Linked DNA regions of Mus musculus: region 1 is linked to region 2. Evidence: chromatin contacts called from public HiChIP or PLAC-seq data. All regions are on one chromosome and are shown on one strand. The core of a region is the stretch at or near the end of the contact, and the rest is flanking DNA. Distances in the headings are between cores, read along the strand shown. Region 1 overlaps Llgl2 (LLGL2 scribble cell polarity complex component). Region 2 holds the start of Mrpl58 (mitochondrial ribosomal protein L58).

The links. HiChIP or PLAC-seq counts read pairs in DNA pulled down with a chosen protein or histone mark.
Region 1: a FOXA1 HiChIP or PLAC-seq map of pancreatic cancer cells shows a contact between it and region 2. The contact joins the enhancer-like site here to the promoter of Mrpl58 in region 2. A contact is called at or near these places in 5 of 115 datasets of contacts at active chromatin or transcription factors (embryonic stem cells, epiblast stem cells, large pre-B cells and 2 more) and 2 of 9 other capture datasets (liver and pancreatic islet).

What each region holds. Positions count from the first base shown.
Region 1 is chr11:115,837,791-115,842,506 of GRCm38.p6, forward strand. The region is part of intron 2 of Llgl2 (LLGL2 scribble cell polarity complex component); the gene reads left to right. Among named protein-coding and RNA genes, the nearest start is that of Llgl2, 16 kb to the left of the region's middle. Within about 2 kb of position 1,296, at least 68 of the 459 cell types and tissues checked have an H3K27ac peak or open chromatin away from gene starts, as enhancers often do. A contact at or near this core is called in embryonic stem cells, liver, pancreatic cancer cells and 1 more, where this site is marked.
Region 2 is chr11:115,402,043-115,406,362 of GRCm38.p6, forward strand. It overlaps Mrpl58 (mitochondrial ribosomal protein L58), which reads left to right and starts at 1,710. Exons shown (of 6, transcript NM_001347645.1): 1 at 1,710-1,918. The coding sequence starts at 1,733.

The sequences.
Region 1 (4,716 bases), core at 46-2,545, 440 kb after region 2:
AAACGCCACAGAATCAAAGGTGCATGGGCTGTTGTCAGACTCCACACAGGAATTCCTCATGTGCAGGTTAGGGTCCGCGCCTGCACAGTGGCTACTCACGGTGTGGTCACATCTGGGAGTGCCACCCTGAAGGTCAGGCTGTCAGGCAGCGTGTCGTGGGCAATGCGTGCAACAACAGAACAGTGGCATCGCCCGCCACACGACAGATGCCCAAACAGCTTACAGATCCCAGCTTCTAAACCAGTTCTAGGCCTTTCCACAGAGCCAGCAAGATGCCTCACACAAAACGGGGACGCTGCCCTAGCTAGGGCCATGAGGGTTACCTGTCCTTGGCCAGGAGTTGTGACCATGACCAGAAAAAGGGGCTGGCTGCCAGGGGACCAAGTCTAGCTCAGGGGCTGGGTGCCAGGCATCAGGGCTGGGTGTTAACAGTGGTTGGGGCAGGGAACTGGAGCCATATAGCCGGGCCTTGGTTCTGATTCAGCTCTCACCACGTGACCATGTAGACATTGATTAGCCTGTCTATTCCTCAGTTTCCTCTTCCGTGAAGTGGGGTTGCTAAGCACCCTAATGGAGGCTGGTGCAGTGGACAGGTTTCATGGCTCTATTTATTTTAGTTTGTTTCCTATATGTATGCATGTTATGCCTTCATGTATGTATGGGCACCACATGCGTGGCTGGTGCTTCCAGAGATCAGAAGCTCCTGGAACTGGAGTTAGGGATGGCTGTGTCCCATCATGTGGGTGCTGGAACTGGTTCTGTGTCCTCTGCAAGAGCAGCAAGTGCTTTTCACTGCTGAGCCATCTCTCCAGCCCCATGTTCAATCGCTTCTTATGGGCAGCATCAAGTAGCATGGTTTGCTCGGAGCTCAGTGTCTTTACCTGCTGTCTACCACTTGTACCCTCTTAGCACACTCACCTCCAACCCAGTCAGGCAGCTTAGGTTCCCACTGAAGACTAGCTAAGGGAACAGGGACTACCTCAGGGGCTGGACGGACGTCCTGGTCTTAGTGAAACCCTGCTCCTTGAACATTGTTTGGGGCCTGCTTGCCCCTCTGGTGAAACCCAGGCACCCACTAGTAGCCACACCCCAGTGTGAGCAGACCTAGGCCTAGGTGCCTGCGCTGGACTGCTGCAGAATAACACACCCCCCTCAGAACCCTCCCCACCACCACACCTCCCAAATCAAATAAATGGTGTGTTTCTAACCAACTAGGCCCGCCCAGCCCAGACCACATCGTTTTGTTGTGGCTTTTGCCTACATGGGCACCAGTGTCAGATGACAACCACACAGAGAGGCCAAGTTGCTTGGGCCAGGAATCTGAGCTTACCACACCCAGTATCTGGCAGAGCCACTGCAGGCAGGTGGATCTGCCCCTCCTCCCTCCTCCCTCCTCCCTCCTGAGGCCCTCAGCAGCTTCTGGGAGCTCTCCTCTCAGCCCCTGACAGACACTACAGGGTCCCCAAAGCCGTGGGCTTGGAGGACAGTCCTCCCCAGCTGAGTGTAAGGGTGAAGGGCAACACCCGCTACCCACCCACCCCCACCTCTCACAATCTGACAGGGACTTGGGCTAATATTACAGTCTGGCGGCTTCTGTTCATCTTTGCTCTCCTTTCCCTGTCAAAAGAGCCCATTGTTCTCTTCTCCCTTAGCAGAGGTCACCTGAGCCCAGGTAGCAGGACAGGACAGGACAGGACAGAGGCTGAGGAGACAACGGGAGGGAGAACTGCAGAGCGTTGGTCCACCTTCTTGTTTTAGAGTTCTCTGGGGTCTGGGAATCCTATGCTTGGGGTATCCCCAGGCTCTACCTGCTGCCCACGTGCTCTGGATTACAGGGGGGAGGGGACAGGACACTCTCTTGGCGGCTCCACAACACTCTGTGGGCGGCTCCTTTGAGAAAGGCCACCTCACCCTTTAGGGACCTAACTAAGGCGGGGGATTACTAGCATGTAGAACTTACACTCAGGGGACTCCGAACCTTGAAAGTTTACAAGAGTCTTAGCTGCTGTGGAAGGGACACCAGTGTGGGCAGGGCACTTAGGTGCCGGGTAGTTGGGACCTTCCCTTCCCTGCTTTCCCCAGGACACACCCAGGCTTCCTAGTTCCTCCTTGTTTCCTCCCTGGGTTCTGAGCCACATCCTTCCTTCTTATCCCAGCAGGGGCCACTGAGCCTTCCGTGTGCCCCACCCACAGGGCTCACAGGGCTCAGGCCTGGCTTGGCCTCCTCTAAGGAGTCAGCTCATGTGGGCCCTGTCCAGGGAAAGTCATGGGAGCCTATGTCCCTTGTTTTGCTTTTGAGAGAGCCTTGGTCCCTCAGTGTTGTCAGCTGGATAAGATGCCCTGGGGGCGGGGGCACACTGCAGAATACTAAGGACCCTAGCAGCCAGCCGCAGCCTAGGGACAGTTCTCACACTGGGGTGAGCAATCAGAACACACACTCTGTATTCACAAGATGCCTCGTGTTCAGTCCAAGGACACACTGCTCAGGGCATCCTGAATGTCATTCTGGTGAGCCTGACTGGGTGCCTGTTCTCAACTGGCCTTTGGAAGGACAGGGAGGAGTGGTCACAGTCCTTGGGACTCTGAAGGAAGTAAGAGATGGGGGATGCCCAACCTTTGCAGCAGGAAGGATTCAAGCAGGATTGTTGAACTGCTTAAGAGCTGACGGGGCAGGTCGTGGCCTCAGAGGCCAGAAATCTGAAAATGTGTTTCTCTTTGACTTGACTTCCCTGAGGATGCGAAGTCAGAATATTCTAGGGTAGTATGTTGGTCCAGTAAGATTACAATAGGAGACTGGGCTGTGTACACCTTTAATCCCAGCACCCGGGAGACAGAGGCAGGGGGATCTCTGTGAGTTTGAGGCCAGCTTGCTTGGTCTACAGAGTGAGTTCCAGGACAACCAGGGCTACACAGAGAAACCCTGTCTTGAAAGACAAACAAACAAATAAACAAAGAATATAATAGGAGCCATGTATATAACTTAAAATTTCTAGCATTAAATAATCAGATTTAATTTAGATAAGAATTCTGTTTAATATACTCAAAATATTATCTTTACATGTAGGCAATACAGCTATTAGTAAGTTGTTTTGACTTGTGTGTGTGTGTGTGTGTGTGTGTGTGTTTGGGGAAGGATTTTTTTTTAATTAATTAATTTATTTATATGTAAGTACACTGTAGCTGTCTTTAGACACTCCAGAAGAGGGCATCAGATTTCATTATGGATGGTTATGAGCCACCATGTGGTTGCTGGGATTTGAACTCGGGACCTTTGGAAGAGCAGTCGGCGCTCTTAACCACTGAGCCATCTCTCCAGCCCCGGGAAAGATTTTTTTTATGTTTATTTTTTTATTTTTTGTTTTTATTTTTTGTTTGTGTATGTGCCTACATGTATGTCTATTTATCATATGCATGCACTGCCCATAGAGGCCAGAAGAGGGCGCTGGGTCCCCTGGAACTGGACTCAGAGACTGGTGTGAGCCGCCATGTGGATGCTGGGAATCTAACACAGATCCTCTGGGAGAGGAGTCTCTTAATGGACTAGCCATCACTCCAGTCCCTAATTTGCTTTGTTTTGTTGATACTAAGTCTCTAAATTCTGATTTTTTTTTTTTTTTTACACTTTATAACAGTCTCAGTTGTAAAATAAACTCTTTGAAAAGCTCTGTCTTAAGAGTTTGAGATTGGAGATGTAAGGTGAGGCCCGAGGTTGGCCTCCCTTCAGGTTGTTTTAGTAAAGACACTTCACTGTGGCAGAACCAAATGTACTTTCTTCCTTTTGTTGTTGTTGTTTTATAGTTGTTTGATTTTTGAGACAGCCTGTAGCCCAGGCTGGCCTGGAATTTACTGTATAACCTAGGCTGCCCTTGAACTCCTGACTTTCATGCCTTCGCTCCCCCTGAGTGCTGGGATTACAGGCGGGAACCACTGTGCACAGTTTGAATATCCGTTCACACTTTAAATTGGCTGAAATAAGAGAAACTTTAAATATCATCTTCTTGATACAAGTGAGCCTTGGCCGCTTGACTGCTGTCCTAGGCTGCTCAGGGAGTGGGGCCTCCTACTGGGCCTTCAGCTCCTGAGGGTTTATCCCCCACCCCACCCCCCAGTCCTCCAAATTCTACATTCCAAAGCCACTGCTGGTGGTAATGGGGAAATGGCTAAATTAAGAGCTTGGAGCTCTCTCCTGGTCTCTATCTCTTCTCCAGGCTTCAGTAACCTGGGATCAGCCAAGGCCTCGCAGGGCCCCGGGAGAGCTTGTCCCACACAGCCTGTGTGATTTCTCTGCTCTCCTTTTTCTGGGAAATGTTTGCATTCCAGACACTCAGCTATCTCCCCAGGCCCTGCATTTTTCACATAGCTGAACAGGGACTGGGACTGGCTGGGGCCCTCCGCCTGGGGTCTTGCATTCCTGGCCGGCCATCCAGGTATGGCCATTTGCAAGGCAGACTGTGTTCCTGCCCTGTCTACCCACCCTGTCATCCTCAGGGATCCCCTAAAGGAGGCATTTGTTAGAGCTGTCCTCCCTGCCCTGGCCTCCTCCCATGAGCCACTGGGCTGGACTCTGGGGAGGTGTGGCCCTTGAGTTTTCTCCTGCTGTCGCCAGGGCTTATCTCTCTGTGCTGCTGGGGCTCTGATAGGGCTCCTGGTAACACTGACTGGAGTCTGGAAGCTGACTCCTTCTGCACACTGCGGATTTAGCTCAGTAACTTACAA
Region 2 (4,320 bases), core at 460-2,959:
TTAGTGGCTAGAAGAATCCACTATGCTGCTTCTTAAAGCTTGAGGAGGGAAGATGCCTGTATTTAGAACCACTTCCAGTGATCTGCCTCCCATCCCTGGCTGGGTATAAGCAAAGCCATTCATCACAACTCTCACATGGGTGTGAGTGGCTTATAAGGCTGTTTTGTAGATAAAAACAAAAAACCTGAAGTTGATTCAACTTGACTGAAACTCAACTTACAAAAATGAACTGCTGCTGGGCATAGTAGCACTTGCCTTTGATCCCAGCAGTCAGGAGGTAGAGCAGGTGCATCTTTAAGAGTTCAAGGCCAGCCTGGTTTACAGAGCGAGTTTCAGAACAGTCAAGGTTACACAGAAATACTGTCATGAGGAAAAAAAAAAAGAAGAAAAAGAAAAACCAAACCAAAGAACAACAAAAACGTGAACTACCATGAAATTCACTTGACCCACAGTCGTGGTATGTCTGTGATGTGACACACTCTGCATGTTTGGGATACAGCAGAGACCTTACATTCTAACTTGGAGACAGGCAATATGTTAGAACATAAGACTGGGCCTTGGAGTAGTGGTACAAATCTGAACACCTGTGAGGTGAAGGCAGGAGGGTCAGGAGTTCAAGACTAGTCTGAGCTAAATAGGTTGAAACCCTGTCTCAAAACACAAGCAAAAGACAGACCTGGTTGGGTAAGCTTTTAATACCAATGCTCTGGACTGAGAGGCAGGCAACCTGCTGTATATAGTGAGCTCCAGGCCAGCTAGGGCTACATAATTGAAACCTGCCTAAATAAATACCACAAAACCAACCCTTAAGCTCAAAATCGAACACACAAAGATTGGTTGACTGTCTATCCACTCATCTATCTAAAGCAAGTTAGGAATGTGGCTCACACTGAACAAGGGATAGGAAAGGGCAGGGAAAGTCCGAGCTTAGCAGGTAAGGTCGTCCTTGCTGTATCTAGTTAGGTTGCTCAAGGGTCCAGGGAAGGAGAACAGACTCAAAAAAGAGAAAAGGGTGTTTCTAGGATGCTAGATCCAGTGTTTGTTTATGTATTTATGCATTTATATATTTGTTTACATACACACACATTTAAAATGATTTTTCCAAGACAGAGTTTCTCTGTATAGAAGCCTCGGCTGTCCTGGACTCACTTTGTAGACCAGGCTAGCCTAGGTCCACCTATCTCTGCCTCCCAAGTGCAAGGATTAAGGCCTGGCCATGTATGTATGTATGTGTGTATGTATGTACTATTATTATTTTTTTTTTATGGTTTTTCAAGACAGGGTTTTTTTTCTGCATAGCCCTTGCTGTCCTGGAACGCACTCTGTAAACCAGGCTGGCCTCGAACTCAGAGATCCACCTGCCTCTGCCTCCCAAGTGCTGGGATTAAGTGCCACCACGCCTGGCCATGTATGTATTATTTTTATGACAGGGGCTATGTGACTAGGTTAGGCTCTCATCTGCCTTAGCCTTGAGAGCAGTGCTGGGACTGCAGGTGAGCACCGCTCAGTCAGACCCATACAGGAATCTTTTTAAGAAAAATCTCCCGTAGGTGGTCTCTATCTGCCGGTCAACCTCTACCAGATGTCAGCTGGGTGCGCACCACTTCCCACCATCACCGCCAAGGTGGACAGCCCGGAGCCCGAGAAACCCGGCGGAACTTAAGAGCCAGCTCAGCCAAGGCTGGCGGACCGCCGGAAGAGTGAGCACCGGAAGCGGTCCTGGGAGGTGAACATGGCGACCGCCTGGGGCCTACGCTGGGGCCTGAGCCGAACTGGAACGTTGTTGCTCGCGCCGCCCGCGCGCTGTGCTCGCCGGGCTCTGCACAGACAGGTAGACGGCACCACGTTCCAGAGCATCTACAGCCTGGACAAGCTGTACCCCGAGTCCAAGGGCGCGGATACCGCCTGGAAGGTCCCGGTGAGCCGAGAAAGGCGGGACGGAAAGGGCGGTTCCTCCCGCTGCTAGGTGACGCGAGGAAGCCGGGCGGCTTGCAAGGTTTTGGTTGCCCCAGGAGGAACTGATCGCCCTAGTAACCCGGCCGGAGGTGCGGGATGTGCTGGGACTGTAGAGTGTGATTGCAACCCTCGTGGCTCGGGTAGTGCAGACCCTGGGAGAGAGCCGCCACATACGCGTCTTTCTAGATCGTTAGTTTGTCCACGTTTGCTTCCCGGCCTTCAGGCTCACATTATATGGGAAGATGTGCATTATGGACCTTGAAAGTAGTAAAACCTGAGATCCGCAAGTTGGGACGTTACCCAGTCTTTTGACCCTAGTAACGTTAGGAAGCCTGAGACAAAGCTGGTTTGGTCCCTAAGGGTCCATGTTTAGCCTGCGTCATGTAGTGGTACTGCGTGGGGCCTGAGCAGGAAAGAGAGCATCTATTGAGCTGCACCTGTAGGATTGAAAGAGCATCAAGTATTTTCATTCATCCACTCGCACCTCATTCAGCAGACATCTTTTGAGAGCATGCTGTTAGCACAGTGCTAATTTGGGGCAGAGAGTAGTAAAACAGAAATCCTAAGGCTGTAAAGCTCGTATACTGGAGGGCGACAGACAAAAATAAATGAATAAACCCAAGTAACACTAAATATGATACTTCAGAGATAGTAAGACTCAGAAGGCAAAGGTGAAGCTAGAGATAATAACAGTTGTAGGTTTGTTGTTTGTTTGGACAAAGGATCTCATGTAGCCTAGGCTAGACTCGAACTTGCTACATAGCTGTGGGTGGCTATGAGCTCCTGATCCTTCCACGTTCATCTCCCACGCGTAAAGATTACTGGCATGTATCACTGTACTGATACATGTTGTGAGAAAAGCTCTTTAAAAGCCCTGGATGATCTCTAGTTTGCAGTGATCTTCCTGCCTCTCAAGTACTGAGATTACAGGCATATACCAACAAACCCAGCTAAGCATTGAAGTTTTAGGTAGAGTGATCTGGGAAAAGCCTGGAAGAATGGGCCACAGTGGCCTGAATCTGTAACCCAAGCACTTGAGGCAGAGGCAGGAAAAATCAATTGGCTCATAGCCAGCCTGGATTATATGAGACCTTGTCACGTACAAAGACCTGGAAGGAAGACATGAGAATACTGGGGAGATGAGTGTCCCCAGCAGAGCAGGTGCAACCATTTCAGAACAGTAGCATGCTGGACAAGTGTGGCTGAGTGAGGCAGTTGAGAGAAGTGGGTGGAGCCAGGAATAGAATGATACATTTTAGTTTTACAAGATTGACTGCTACACAGTGTTACAGACAGAAGCCTGGAGAATGGCAACAGCTAGAATGTAAGTTAGGAGATTGCGGTAATATAGGTCACAGTAACATAGGCAAGACAGGATGAGCAGGCTGGAAGCAATAGGAGCCTTGAAGGTGATTAGGTCCTAGGCATCTTTTGAAGAAAGTCTAGAGGATTCTTCCCTACTGGATTGGAAGTAAACTGAGAACAAGCAGGGTCTGTGGGACTGTAGTGAGCAGAGGTTTACTGGAGCCCAAAAGTAGGGAGTCACCAGTATTAATGGCTTTTCCATCAGCTTAGAAGGATGAAATCGTCTGGGGGCGGGGGGCAGGGGTAAACGGGTATTCAGAAGAGGCCAGAGGAAACCTGAGGAGGGTGGCTTAGCAAAGAGGTGTCTTCAGAGAGAGCAGCATGAGCTGAGTGAGGTCTAGAGATCAAGTGATGAAGGCATGGAGAGGTGCAGATGGACACACTTGGGCTTGGAGGCCAGAGGAGCCCCCGGGGTGGGATTTGTTGCACTCTGTGGTCCTGAGGACTTAAAGTTGGAGGGTGCTGCTGCTGAATGAAGAGCTCGATGAGGGGGAGACCTGACATGAGGAGCTCAGTCTGACGCCAGCCCCCCAGGTGAACCAGAACCTGATCAAGGTAGACTGCCTGCTGCCGGCTTCCTGTGGGCACCAGAAGGAACAGGGCGGCCCACTAGGATTGTTGTGTCAGGTTGGCAGAGAGCATTGGTCTTTAGCGGCCCTCATGTATGTGTTCTCTGTCTTGTCTCATCCATCCCTTTCTCCATGAGACAGGCCACTGATGGCACCCAGCAATAGCTTAAGGCAGGGGCAGGGACAGCTGGAGGCCTGAGCCGCATCTTCCTAGAGGAGCGCTTAAGAGGTAGCGTCTGAGTCGAGACGAGACGGGTTTGACAGCAAGATTTGGAGGCCTGAAACCTAATGCATAGCTTCTTAAAAGTGCTTATTGAATTTAGTGTGTGTGAATGTGTGTATAAGTGTGTGAGTGTATGAATGGGTGAGTGTATGTGCACACGTGTGCATGTGTGTAAGAGTGTAAGTCAGAGGATAACTCACAGGAGTT